2 separate regions of the Danio rerio genome follow, and region 1 is linked to region 2. Evidence: chromatin contacts called from public HiCAR-type data. All regions are on one chromosome and are shown on one strand. The core of a region is the stretch at or near the end of the contact, and the rest is flanking DNA. Distances in the headings are between cores, read along the strand shown.

Evidence for each region. HiCAR-type assays count read pairs that join an accessible place to other places.
Region 1: a contact with region 2 is called in a HiCAR-type map of caudal fin, with 6 times the contacts expected there. The contact joins two enhancer-like sites. A contact is called at or near these places in 4 of 18 Hi-C or Micro-C datasets (caudal fin, embryo and hematopoietic stem cells) and 1 of 4 datasets of contacts at active chromatin or transcription factors (caudal fin).

Annotation. Positions count from the first base shown.
Region 1 is chr2:46,667,849-46,674,775 of GRCz12tu, forward strand. nrp1b (neuropilin 1b) reads left to right here. Exons shown (of 17, transcript NM_205674.1): 10 at 681-825; 11 at 3,553-3,732; 12 at 5,826-5,870. Among named protein-coding and RNA genes, the nearest start is that of nrp1b, 43 kb to the left of the region's middle. Within about 2 kb of position 4,098, at least 7 of the 62 cell types and tissues checked have an H3K27ac peak or open chromatin away from gene starts, as enhancers often do.
Region 2 is chr2:46,385,854-46,392,382 of GRCz12tu, forward strand. The region is part of intron 2 of pard3ab (par-3 family cell polarity regulator alpha, b); the gene reads left to right. Among named protein-coding and RNA genes, the nearest start is that of pard3ab, 37 kb to the left of the region's middle. Within about 2 kb of position 3,143, at least 23 of the 62 cell types and tissues checked have an H3K27ac peak or open chromatin away from gene starts, as enhancers often do.

The DNA.
Region 1 (6,927 bases), core at 2,848-5,347, 280 kb after region 2:
AACATCCAAAGCTTGCAGTTTGTCACTTTTTTGTCACTGTGTAGACAATTTTTTCACGTCACTCTTAATAAATCTTGATCAATCAAATGCTCTTTAGCATCTGGCTTGCCGCGCCCTCTTCAAGACGCTGTCCATTCGCTTTTCATTGGATGCACTTGAGCTCAACCACTCTCACTGGCAGAGCTGTGATAAACACAAAACACAATTGGCTGTTTTTGTAAAGGGGAGGAGCTATTTTATGTCCCGCTTTCAAATTATTTCTTAGTTGAGATTACTTCAAGCATTGAAATAAAAAATACACATTTCAAAGCACTTCATGGGACCATTAACATATTGAATCAATACACTCTATTGCACCTTTTAAAATTCCATCTTTTTAAATAGTATTTTCTGCAAGCCTACTCTACTTTCCCATGCTGAGATCAATCAGATAGCACAGTTTGTTGTTTTCTGACTGTTGTGATTAAAGTCAAAAGTAAAAATAATTGAAAACTGTGAAACAGCTACTCATCATTAGATTTAGATCAGTTCATTTGATTTTATTTATGAGAATTATATTGTGTTTTTTTTTAGCATTCATGGTGTGAACAGGCCCTAAGAACAAGAAATGTATGTTTGTGTTTTATTTATTTTCAGCAGATATACATAACTATCTAACACTACTTTTCTCACACATCCAGGTGTTTATAGGTAATCAGAACCATGACACGCCAGAAGTGCGTACATTTGATCCAGTGCTGATGCGTTTCCTGCGTATCTACCCTGAGCGTGGCTCTCCCGATGGCATGGGATTACGACTGGAGGTTTTAGGGTGTGACCTGCAAGGTGAGTGACTGCCAAACCAACCAGTCACAGAGCTCAAATCGTCCACACTCAATTTACCCTTGTGTATTGTTCAAATGTACTACCCTTTTGTTATCCTTTTGTTTGTATCTGTTTTTGGACCATTTTGGACTTTCATTATAATGACATTTTTGATTGCAAAGCTATAACAGCATATAATCATGCATTGTTGATTGTGTTTGGTTTACCCTGTTGGGAAGAGGTAGAGTGTGTTATTTTTACTGTTGATCATCAGTTGGCAGCGTTAACCCTTTAGATAGGCTTGTATAATTTTAAGTTTCTGGGTTTTATATAGAGTTCTATGGAGTAAAACAGCAGATTATAGGGCCCTATCATACACCCGGCGCAATGCAGCGCAAGGTGCGACGCAATTGTTGTTTGCTAGTTTCAGCTTGGCGCAAGAAATATTTTGACGTTTTGCAGCACGCTGTTTAAATAGCAGATGCATTTTTGCACTCATATGTGCGCCCATAGGCGTTCTGGTCTAAAAAAGGGGACGTGTTGAGGCGCATTGTTGGTGCGTTGCTATTTTGAGCAACTACTATAGAATGTTCAAAGTGCATAGAACGTTGGTTGTGCACCTTGCTTACACACTGCTTAATACACACAAAATGTACAGAAATACACAAATATCTTTACATATGAAAAAGAATTAAAGGATTAAAATATTACAAAAATTATTATTTTCTAGCCTTCATAAATATAAAAACCACTGCCTTCATGCCTTGTACATCTCGGGGGGCTTTTTTAGTTTATTTATGACAATTTGCTTTTGTGTAAAATTATTATTAGTGGCAGTATTATTTATTATATGCATATTTATATTTGTTTTATTAAAAACAAGCTTAGATTTGTCCACCTTTCAGGCTTTAGATCATATGGGGCACCGTTTTTTGACCACACTTTGTTATTGTTGTTCATTTATTCGTTTGCTGGAAATCAGAACTAAATTTAGAAATAGTTTTGAAACAAATCTTTGTCCTTAACAAACAAAATTATTTATGTATAGGCTAATGGATGTCTGTGAGTACAACATGTTTCCCTATCTACGAGAGTGAAAGTGAAAGTAAAGAATGAGGAGGCTCATCTCTCATTCTCACGCTGTAGATCAGGGGTCTCAAACTTGCGGCCCGCGGGCCATTTGTGGCCCTCAGTGCAATATTTTGTGGCCCGCGCCGACCGCTGTACACTGACAGAATCAGCGGAGCGGGGAGAAAGAGCGCTCCCCGCTCTGCTGATTCTATTCGTACACAGCGTTCACTGGCATTCCCCGCCCGTCGTGTAAACAAAGGGGCGGGGATGCCGGTGACGTCACCACGCACCCCGCCCCTTTGTTAGACGCTGTGACGGGCGGGAAGTGTTAGGAGGGAACTCGCGCCGGCCAGAACCAAGGTAAGCTGTCCCCGCCCCTGCCTGCCACTTAGCTACCTATCTGCAGCCTGCCACCTACCCAGCTACAGCCTGCATCTTATATATATTATAGGTAGATACAGACTGGTACAGACTGATGTGACTGGAGTGGGGTGGGGGTGTTTTATTTATACATGTATACGCCTTTTTTTTTAGGTGAGGGAATGGAAGTTTTGAGTGAGTCTAGACAGGTCTAGACTTAATGATGATCATCTTCAAGGCATACTGAGGGTCTCAACTGCTTCCGCTCTAAAGCCAAATGTGGTTCAGATTTGTGAGAAGAAGCGCTGTCCAGTCTCTGGCAGCAAGAATTAGGCAAAAGATGCCATGTTCAGAAGAACTGTTCATAATCTTCACTCAATGTTCTATTAATGTTCAGGACACTTCATGTTCAGAAGAAATAATTAAAACTGTTAATAATGACATTTGAGGACTCACCCAGAATTTGCCTCCTGCGGCCCCCAGGTATATTGAGTTTGAGACCCCTGCTGTAGATGCTCTGTTTGACTGTTTTCTTACAGTAAAACGCTCAGTTTTTCCATTTACAAAGTCTATCATGTAAATAGCAAATGCGCTATGGCTCGACGCAACTGGCTCTTAAATGGAATGGGAGATGAGACTCTGATTGGTTTATCTTCAAAACACATCTATAACTCATTAAGAGAATAAGCTCAACCCTGTTAGACCATGCGCCACGGCGCAAAGCGGATTTTTCCGTCCTTAAAATATCAAAAGTGGATTCTGACACGCCCTTAATGCGTTTTCACTCTACGCTTTGGACTTTGCGCATGGATCGTCAAAATAGAGCCCATAGTGTGTGTTTGTGTGTGTGTGCATAAATACACTTACTGTGTTCTGATAGCTGAGCTGCCTATTTTGATTTTCTCAGACATATCAAGAAAAGTAATAATTAAAAATTTTAACTCCTCCCAACAGGGAAAACCAGCAACAATCAAGAATGCATGCTTGTACGGTGTCATGGCTTTGCAGTCAAAAAATGTCATTATAATGGAAGTCAATGGGGCAAAAACAGTCACAAACATAATGAAAGGGCTAATTTGTATGTGTATTGTTGAATTATTTAATTTGTTTAAAATAGTTTTCTCAAAATATGAGTCAAAATAAGATTGGTCAAATAAGATTGGAAATTTGTGGCCAATTTAAGACTCAAAATCACCCCAGAGTGGATAAAAACACCCCCAACAGCACACAAGGGTTACCATGAATATGTATAATGGTATATTACTTGTAAAAACATCAGATAACTAAAATATCTATATATTCTTGGTCTCGTTTCAGAGCCCACAACACCTCTTCCTCTTGCCACTACTATGGAGACTACAGCAGCTACAGTCACTAGCGCTAGTATGCTACTAGGAAACATCCCAACAACTACCACTTTTCCAACAACGGCAGAGAATTGCGATGATGATGATGGAAACTGCCATAGTGATGCATTGACAGACTACGACACAACAGGTTATATTCATGCACATACATTCACATTTGATAGCCTGTCATTACCATCTATCATTTTAATATTGAGCTAATTATGTTAGCTTAACCATAACACTCCACTCCCAGCTCCTTTGAGAGACCTTAAGGTATTTTTAGATTTTAATTAAGCCATTATTTACTCTCTTTATTAAGCTGCTTTTATAACAGATACTGGGAGGTCTCTGTAATGTTGTTCATTTCTAGTTTTACTGTCACAGTGGGACACTAAAGTCCTCATAAGGAAAGTGAAACCTCACACACACAAACATCCACACATAGACTGTGACCCAAAAGGTTACAAACACAAACACCCACGTGGTGAAACTACGACCCTGCAGGTTACGTACGCTTAGCAAAATAGCTACATGCTACGACCTGTAGGTTACACACAAACAGCAGGAGACTGTGACCTATCAGATTACCCAAACACAAAAACACATTTACCATCTCAAACACACAATAAAACCAAGACAGTAGCTCTCATTCAGTAATCACTGCATGAATAATTTCATATCTATGCAGAGTAGAACAAAAAAACATATCTGGCTAATGCATAGCATGTGAGTCCGCTCATGCTCCTAACTTAGTTGACATTTTAATGAATTTTGAGTATTTAAAATTAGTTCCTGCATGTCATAGGTTAGTAATTTGAATAAATAGATCTGCATTCCAGCGGCACTGTGGCCTCACAGCAAGAAGGTCGCTGGTTTGAGTCCCAGCTGGGCCAGTTGGCATTTCTGTGTGGAGTTTGCCATTATAGGTGAATTGAATAAACTAAATTGACTGTAGTGAATGAATGTGTGTGTGTGTGAATGCCAGAGTGTATGGGTGTTTCCCACTACTGGGTTGCGGCTGGAAGAGCACCTGCTTTTTAAAACATGCTGGAATAGTTGGCGGTTCATTCCGCTGTGGCAACCCTTGATAAAAAGGGGGAAAAGCCTAAGGAAAACGAATGAGATCCACATTCCTCTGTAGCATATTGACAATATCTCTCATTAAAAATACTTTATGATGCTTACTGCATGTTATGAGATTAATTAATCTGTGATGTTTGCATATGTGTTTTCATATTCAAGATTTTCATAAATTTAGATTTACTTTTTATTGGAAAGTAGCTGGATCCTAATTTTTGTGGAGATATTAGTTTCAGGCAAGAAAATGAGACCCAGTGATTAAAATTTACCCACACGAAACTAACCTATATGTTTTTATTTTTTTATTTTTATATGTTTTTAATATATGTTACATATATAAAATTGGCTGTTTTCATATATTATATGTACATATATGCACATGTGTGCATATATGTATACATATATACGTGCATACATGTACCTATAAATGTCCATCAATATGTTCACCTATATGTTTACCTATATATTAATAAATTGTTAAAATCCATCGCTGCTAGACAACATAAATAAAAGCCCAAAATGTAGAAATTTACATTTTTATATTTAATTAAGAACAATCAAATACTACAAGAAAAAAATATAGCCCAAGAACAAAAATAAGACAAAAAGCTGAATAGAAAAATGACATAAATGTTTCAGGAAATTGTGTAGACATCATGGCTTTCCATCTCCTCTCACTTATTTGCCATAATTAAATTCCATAACATGCCAATTACATGTGATGCTGATATCAAGTGTTCGTACATACATACATACATACATACATACATACATACATACATACATACATAAATACATACATTTGCCTTTATAATAGAAAATATGAGCTAGACATCATGTATGACAGGTGCCGCAGTTAGATATGAGCTATATAGGAGACATATGTTCATATCATATGTACATATAGGACTTATATGTGGATATAAAGAAGCAATACAAGAGCACTATTATATGGCCTGTAAATGCACATATGCACCTCAATTTTGCCTATATGTGGCATATATACACATATATGCAACATATATAATATCATATATGCTGCATATATACTGCATATAGGTTTCATATATGCGCATATATATTCATATAGGTTCGTTATGTGGGGAAATGTATGGAAATAGCTTTGACTTGAATAGGCTTTCTGCATTTTGTTTTCAATAGAAACTGCAGTGTCAGAGCCATTTCTGGAGATGGAAGAAGCACCTGGTGAGTAACTAAACAAAAACAAATAGTGAAAAAAAAGAGTCCTCCCTTAAAATTAGGTGTAGGCTACATTTGGACCTCAAACGTTCCCAGATTCTCAAAACACTTTTAATGGGTAACTTTCTATTGTGCCATAATTTGAAAATAAATTGTTATATGTTGTTTAAGCTTCATTATGATGATCACTAATGTCTTTTTTAGTCTTCTTATGTACTTGCATAGCATACAGATTCCTCATTAGCCTGAATAATATGTAGATCTTTGGCGTTTACCATAGTGATGGTCCATGAATGTCTCTGCTGCCCCCACGTGTTGCATAGCGTAAGTGCATGCTGTAAACTTTATTTGCTGAACTTTTTAAATACTTTTAAAAAGATTTTAAAACACACTGCAGTGCATTAGATGACCAAATTATGACACGTTTTACTCTTAAAAGAGCTTTAATGCCTGCATAACAAGTTAAATCCTTAATGTAAAACAAGTTTGTGATTCCTAAAAACTAGAACTTATTAGATTTCCTTCGGCTTAGTTCCTTTAATCATCAGAGGTCGCCACAGCTGAATGAAATGTCAACTTATACAGCATATGTTTTACACAGCGGATACACTTTCACCTTCAACCCAGTACTGGGAAACACCCATACACACTCACTCACACTCATACACTATAACCAATTTAGTTAATTCAATTCACCTATAGCTTATGTCTTTGGACTGTGGCTCACGGAGGAAATCCACATCAACACGAGGAGAACATGCAAACTCCACACAGAAATGCCAACTGGCTCAGCTGGGACTCAAACCAGCGATCTTGCTGTGAGGTAACGGAGTTAAACACTGAGCCACCATGTCGCCCACACTAGGTAAAAAAAAGAAGATTCTGGTATCATTTATTGCCTTGCTTGCTTTAAAGATGTTTTAAAGAATGTGGGCTTACCAAAAAGTTTCTTGCCCTTAATGCCTTTCATTGAAATTCTATCTACTATGAAAGTTAATGTGGATAAGTATTTAAGGCTTACTTATTTTTAATGTTTTATGCATGATCTTACAATAACAATATT
Region 2 (6,529 bases), core at 1,893-4,392:
CATAAACAATACAATTGCAGTCATAGGTATGGGACGATAACCGCTTTCAAGGCATACCACGGTTTGGAAAAGTCAAGGTTTTAAAATTGTCCAAATTTTCTGCAATACCCTCCCTAAGGTATATGTACGATTTTTTTATTTATTTATTTTTTGGCAGTTTTTATTTTATTTTTATTTTATTATTATTATTATTTTAGGACAGCAGTATCCTCAGCAGAAAACATATCCAAAGATGCCGATTTAAACTGTAAAAATATGTTTTTGAAACAATGAAGACAGCAGAAGTCAATAATTAATTTAGCCTGACATATTTACTCTTCCAAAATATTTAAATGTTTCTCAAATTAAAATATATTGTGTTCAAAATGAAAAAAAGTTTTAGTTTTTTACCCAGACATTTAAAAAGAATATATTTTAGAGCAGTAAGCACAATAACGTGAAACCGTGATGTTTTTATCCAAGGTTATCATACCGTCAGAATCTTATACCGGCCCATGCATAATCATATAAAGAGCTGAATGACTGAAACATCAAACGAACACGTAAATGATTTAAACGCTTAATAGAAACTCTCGTCCTTCTGCCTTTGTTTATATGGCTGTCTTTACAGTGTATCTCCGCCCCCTTCTGGCCAAACTTTGTCAGTGCAGCTTCTGTTCTCCTCAAGTCAACATGTTTTCTGAGCCAGAACAGATGATATCGGCTTACCGAGACCACAGACACTTCTCCAGCACGCAGTTGTGTGTTTGATGTGGTGGGTGTGTCTGGGTGTGCGCACACGTTATTTTAGTTCTCTGTGTGAAAGAAAACACACTTGCCATCTGAGCCTGAGATCATACCTCCATATTTATAGCGGATCATGTCTCGCTTGACCATAAAAAGGTGTTTAGGTCACATCCTTCTGGCGTTTTGCACAGATTTTGACTGAGTAACTGCACCTGCGCTGACAGGAAACGCAGTCCGCAAACAGGAAGTGCTGCTGTGGTGCTTTAATGTGGCTTTTTGTGTGACTCATTCTAACTATAGTTATACAACAGTACAACAAAAGTGTGGACTGGCTGGAGTTGATAATCCTTCAACAAGTTTGGATTTCTTTGTGGTAATCAGATAATGATTTTCAGATATACACACAATCACTGAAAACACAGGCTTACTGTAGTTCTGAATCATTTATCATCATCATCTAGTGGTTTGCCATAATGTTGGTTTTGGTTTAAGTATATTTTAGTGAGCTAAATCATAATATAAATGTGTCACATTGTTTAGTTTTTGCTAAATGTGTTTGTACATCTCTAGAATATTTACTAAAACACCCTAACATGCTAACCCAAAAATACAGATTAATGTCTGAAATAATAAAAATATTGTACAAAACAAAATAAAGACAATATTTGTACTAAATGTGTTAATAAAAAAGTACTCAATCAAGTCAGTCAGTCAGTCAGTCAGTCAGTCAGTCAGTCAGTCAGTCTGACTGTCTGTCTGTCTGTCAGTCTGTCTGTCTGTCTGTCTGTCTGTCTATCCATCCATTCATCTAGTGTCCCACCAGTGATATATATATATATATATATATATATATATATATATATATATATATATATTATACAAACAATTGTTAAACTAAATATTAAACGGTAAGCATTTTTTAAACATTGATGATTAAAAGAAATAGAAGAATGTAAAAACATTTGCAAGTTTTTAAGTAAATTGTATTCCTGTATTTTGTTGCATTAATTTTTTGTTGCATTAAAGAGACAATTTTATTTTAAAAACACACACACACACACACACACACACACACATAAAAAGCATTTCCAACCTCTCATTTGAGCTTGTGCGTATTTTTAAAATATTATAATTTTCACATATTTATGTAAATAGTTTACCACAGAAAAATAAACTGTTCCTTAAATCTCTCAGTCTGTAAAAAACATTTATTTATTAATTAAATTATAAAAAATTTTAAAGGTTCGTTCTTTCATTTATTAATTTTATTTAGACTAAGTCCTTTTATTAAAAAGGGCTCGACACAGTGGAATGAACCGCCAACTTATCCAGCATATGTTTAACAAGCGGATGTCCTTCCAGCTGCAACCCAGCACTGGGATACACCCATACATTCTCACACTCGTACACTACGGCCAATTCAGTTTATTCAATTCCCCTATAGCGCATGTCTTTAGACTGTGGGGGAAACCGGAGCACCTGGAGGAAACCCACGCAAACACAGAGAGAACATGCAAACTCCACACAGAAACGCAAACTGACCCAGCCAGGACTCGAACCAGCAACCTTCTCGCTGTGAGGCGAAAAAAATAAATGTGTTTAAAATTATGTAGTTCATATACAGATGAATAACTAAAATCATGGGTTAAGAGATCAAGTATTTCTCTTTCATACTGTTGTTTTAATAAGCCTATATTATTATTAAAAAAGACTATAATATAATATATATATATATATATATATATATATATATATATATATATATATATATCATATAATAATAATAATAATTATAATAATAATAATAATAATGATAATAAATAATTATAATAATGTCCTCTATGAACATTGGTATCTTACATCTACTCTTAGCCTGCTATCTTGTACATTACGCATTTAAACTTGGACTACATGTTACAAGTCTTGAAAATCTTTCTGCAGTGCTGCTAGAGGCCACTAGAGGACGCCAAAGATTTAATTTTAAATATATGCATCACCTTCTCTCTCTCTCTCTCTCCCTCTCCCCCATTCATTCTCTACTTAATGTTTTCACCATTACTCATCTTAAAACAATAACACTGCTTGTGTGCGTCAGGTATTAAGCGACACAAAGGCTCTTTTATGTCAGTGTTTCTCGGCCCTTGCTGTGAAACGTCCTCTATCCTCTACAGGAAGAGCTTACCGCTTATAAACAGGACACTGAAGCATCTAAACAAGCTGCTTTATGTGTGGACGGTTTGTTAGTGTGGATGTTTTTCCTCAAGGCTTAAGGAAGTGTGAGCGGCGGCGTCTTAACAGGAAGTGTTTGAAAAGTCATGTTGAGTTCATTTCTGACCACATGATGAGATTGTGGCAGAGATCTGCTGATGAATCCGGGCACGTATGTGTCATGGTTGTGTAGCGTCTCAAACACACACGTCTCCGTGAGCAACAGGCCTCATGGGGGACTGAAGCAATGAGCCGCGCGAGAGACTGTCAAGAGTGTGTTTACAGTGACGGTGGTTTATATGGGTTACGGGATGTTGTTAGGCACAATACACAGCAAACATAAAACCCTTGAAATCAAATCTAGATTTTGTAGGTTTATGATATATCAATGTTTAGTTGTAAGAAACGCATGCTTACAAATGCAGATTTCACACAGTTAATTTCTGTTTTCTTTAAATAGTTGCTATATTTCCTCAGTAATTGGCTCATTTCTTTTTTTATTCTACATAGCAAACTATGTTTATGTATTTATTTGTTTATTGGATAAACACATTTAAATCTATTTCCATTATTATCCAAATATCCAATATTGTACAATGCATTTATTTGCGTTATTGGCAATAAAATAATTTCTTTTCTATTAAAAAAATATTTTCTATTAAAAACATTTTTATTTAAAAACTTCTCAACAATTTGCTTAAAATTGCTAAAAATTATTTTGTTAGTTTAATTGGTGTCAAACAGTGTGTGGCTAAATTGTAACACCCTGTTACAACTAAAGCCTGGTTTATACTTCTGCGTCAAGTGACCGGCATAACTCACGGTGCAGGCAACGCGCGCAGCTGTGCAGCTGTGCATTTATACTTCTGCGCGCTGTCTCTGTCAGTCTGCATTAACACTTCCGAAACGCTAGTTGGCAGTGAGGTGTAAATGTTCCCCTGTGTCGAGTTTCTTCGCTTCTGTTTTGCTTTTGCTGAACACTTCCTGGATGTACAAGTGGCTCTAACACGCTCATTTTAAGGCAGGAACCGGCGGACGTGCAACAACTTTAACTATGAGGTAAACACAAAACAAAACTTTCCATCAGGAGCTCCTTCACGGGACTCCACACTAGTAAACAATCGCTCCATTGTGCTCGCGTCCAGCTCGCGCCATCTCGGTCTTGCCCAGACTCGTCAGCACTACCAAGCCGACCAATCACAGAGCTTGCGCTACGCGTTGTTGCGACGTGTAGTTACAGTTTTTGAGAGGTGCACGTCAGTGACGCCGACAGCCACGGCGAAGGGCTATGGGTCTGCGCCGTAGCATACGCCGGCGTTTGACGCAGAAGTATAAATCAGCCTTTAGCCTAGAAGACGGTGATCACAACAATATAAGATTTAATGTTCATGCTTTCACAGATTTTTAAAAAAATAAATAAGACAGAGCTTTATTGCCAGGTATATTCACACATACAAGGAATTTGTTTTCGAGACAAAGCTTCTACAGTGCAACAGAATGACAGAGACGGGACAAAAAACACACAACAAATATATTTAAAATTATTGGGGACAATCCACATAATTAAACAACCTGTGGACACAGATAAAAAGTAGCCCAATTCTGCGGAAAATGTATGCACTCTGAAACACTGGCTGCTGCTCCTCCACATGATCACAGCCTGATAATGGTTTATTTTAGCTAGAAGGAGTGAGCGAGCTATGTTTAAGCCACAGAGTACCCTAGTTTGCTCTTGGGTTGTGTTGTGGATTAAATATAAACTAAATTATAATTATACTCAACAAACAGGGCTGAAAGGCAGCATCTGAACAATGTCTTTAGGTGTAGTATACGTGGAATAATTGACTCTAGTCTGACGGATTATTAGAATATAATGTACACCATCTATCTTAGTTTATTTTAAGTGTTAATGGCTGAATTGCATTATTTTCTAATAATTTAATGGACCTGAGAAAATAATTTCTCAAAGAACCAATATTTTTCAGCCAGCCCTTGTGAATGCTGATCATTTTAAACCTGAGTTGTGTTCATTGCTGCTTTTTGTTATACATTATGAATCAACTACACTGTAAAAAAATGGCCTAGATTTCAACTGTAAAAAACTGTAAAAATGCTACAGTACAAATCCGTAACCTGGTAAACGGTATGTTTCCTTAATATATGCGGCGAATAACCGTAAATTGACTTTCCCACAATTCCCTGCATGGCACATAACTTTTTATGCATTTTGTTGACACTAATATGGATCTTTTTAGTTGTTTCCCCATCAGTTATGTACATTATAGATTTATGTTACATCTAATGTTGATAAACAATGTTTATTTCATGACTTTAATTTTATGCGTGTTACCATACTGGTGTTTAGTAGCTGTGTATATGACTCTGAGAACCTTCTATATGCTGATTAAGGGTGTCACGATCCTCCAAATCCTCGATTCGATTACATTTTCGATTCTAAAGGCACGATTCGATTCGATTTTTGATTATGAATAATTAATTAATGACCAATTAATTATTTGTAGCCTACCGTTTAAACTACCTGACCTGGATGGTCTTTGTTTTACCCATAAACAAATCATACAGTAAATGAATAAAGGCAAGATACAGACATAATTACCACCTGTCAATCACTTTTTCTGCGGGACTCTTGAATAGGCAGTGATCTGTGTCATTATAATGGCGTCGGTAAAAAAGACGCACAACCAACAGGAACCAGCCAACAGTATCTGAGGTGTTCGCTAAAATGACAAAGTACAAGTGAGTGAAAGATTGAAGCAGTCCTCTGACTGCCTGGACCTGCTGTCTCGAGCGCAAGGCTGTGTGTGCGTCTGTGTCTGTGGTCACGTGATGTGCATTTTCAGAGGTATAGAGGAAGGAAGGCTGCTCAGAAATGCTACACGCCATTGTGGATGTCAAATCGTTGTCGTTCTAAAATGCCATTTAAAAACAAAGACAGTGTAAACAGGGCCTGAGTGTACTTTTCGCGAGCAGATTTGCAACGGGGGCGGACAGAGGATGGCGATGCCGGTGTTGTCTATCGGACGAACCGTACGTAATATGTACATAGCAGAGCTTGCAAAACTGTGTTTTTTTTGTCGACAACACGAACGTTGTCAACATAACTCACTGGAAATCCAAAATGCTTACACACCGGCGACTTCATTGAAAGAGGAGAGGGTTTAATTTTTGTCGACGGGTCTCCTGCTTCTGCAGTTTAACAAGCACTTCAACAAGCCTGTTTTTTTCTGACGTGACATGGGGGCGTGGCAGCATCGACGATTCTATTTTTTGATTCGATAATCGAAATTGAGCATAAATTTCTATCGATTTCGATTAAAAATCAAAATCGTGACACCCCTAATGCTGATACTCTTTTCTGCTTGTGGGAAAAGTTGATTGTGATGAGCATTGGCTCATTATGTAACTTCCTCATCACTACCTGCATGTGGGTGTGCTAACGTATCTAACTGTGCAACAAAAGATGTGTAGATGTTGGTCATTTAAAATTCAGACATATTACCTCTATAAATTAATAAAAAACGGTAGTTTACCGTAAAAATGAGAAATTACTTTTACGGTTTGTACCGTGTTTTTA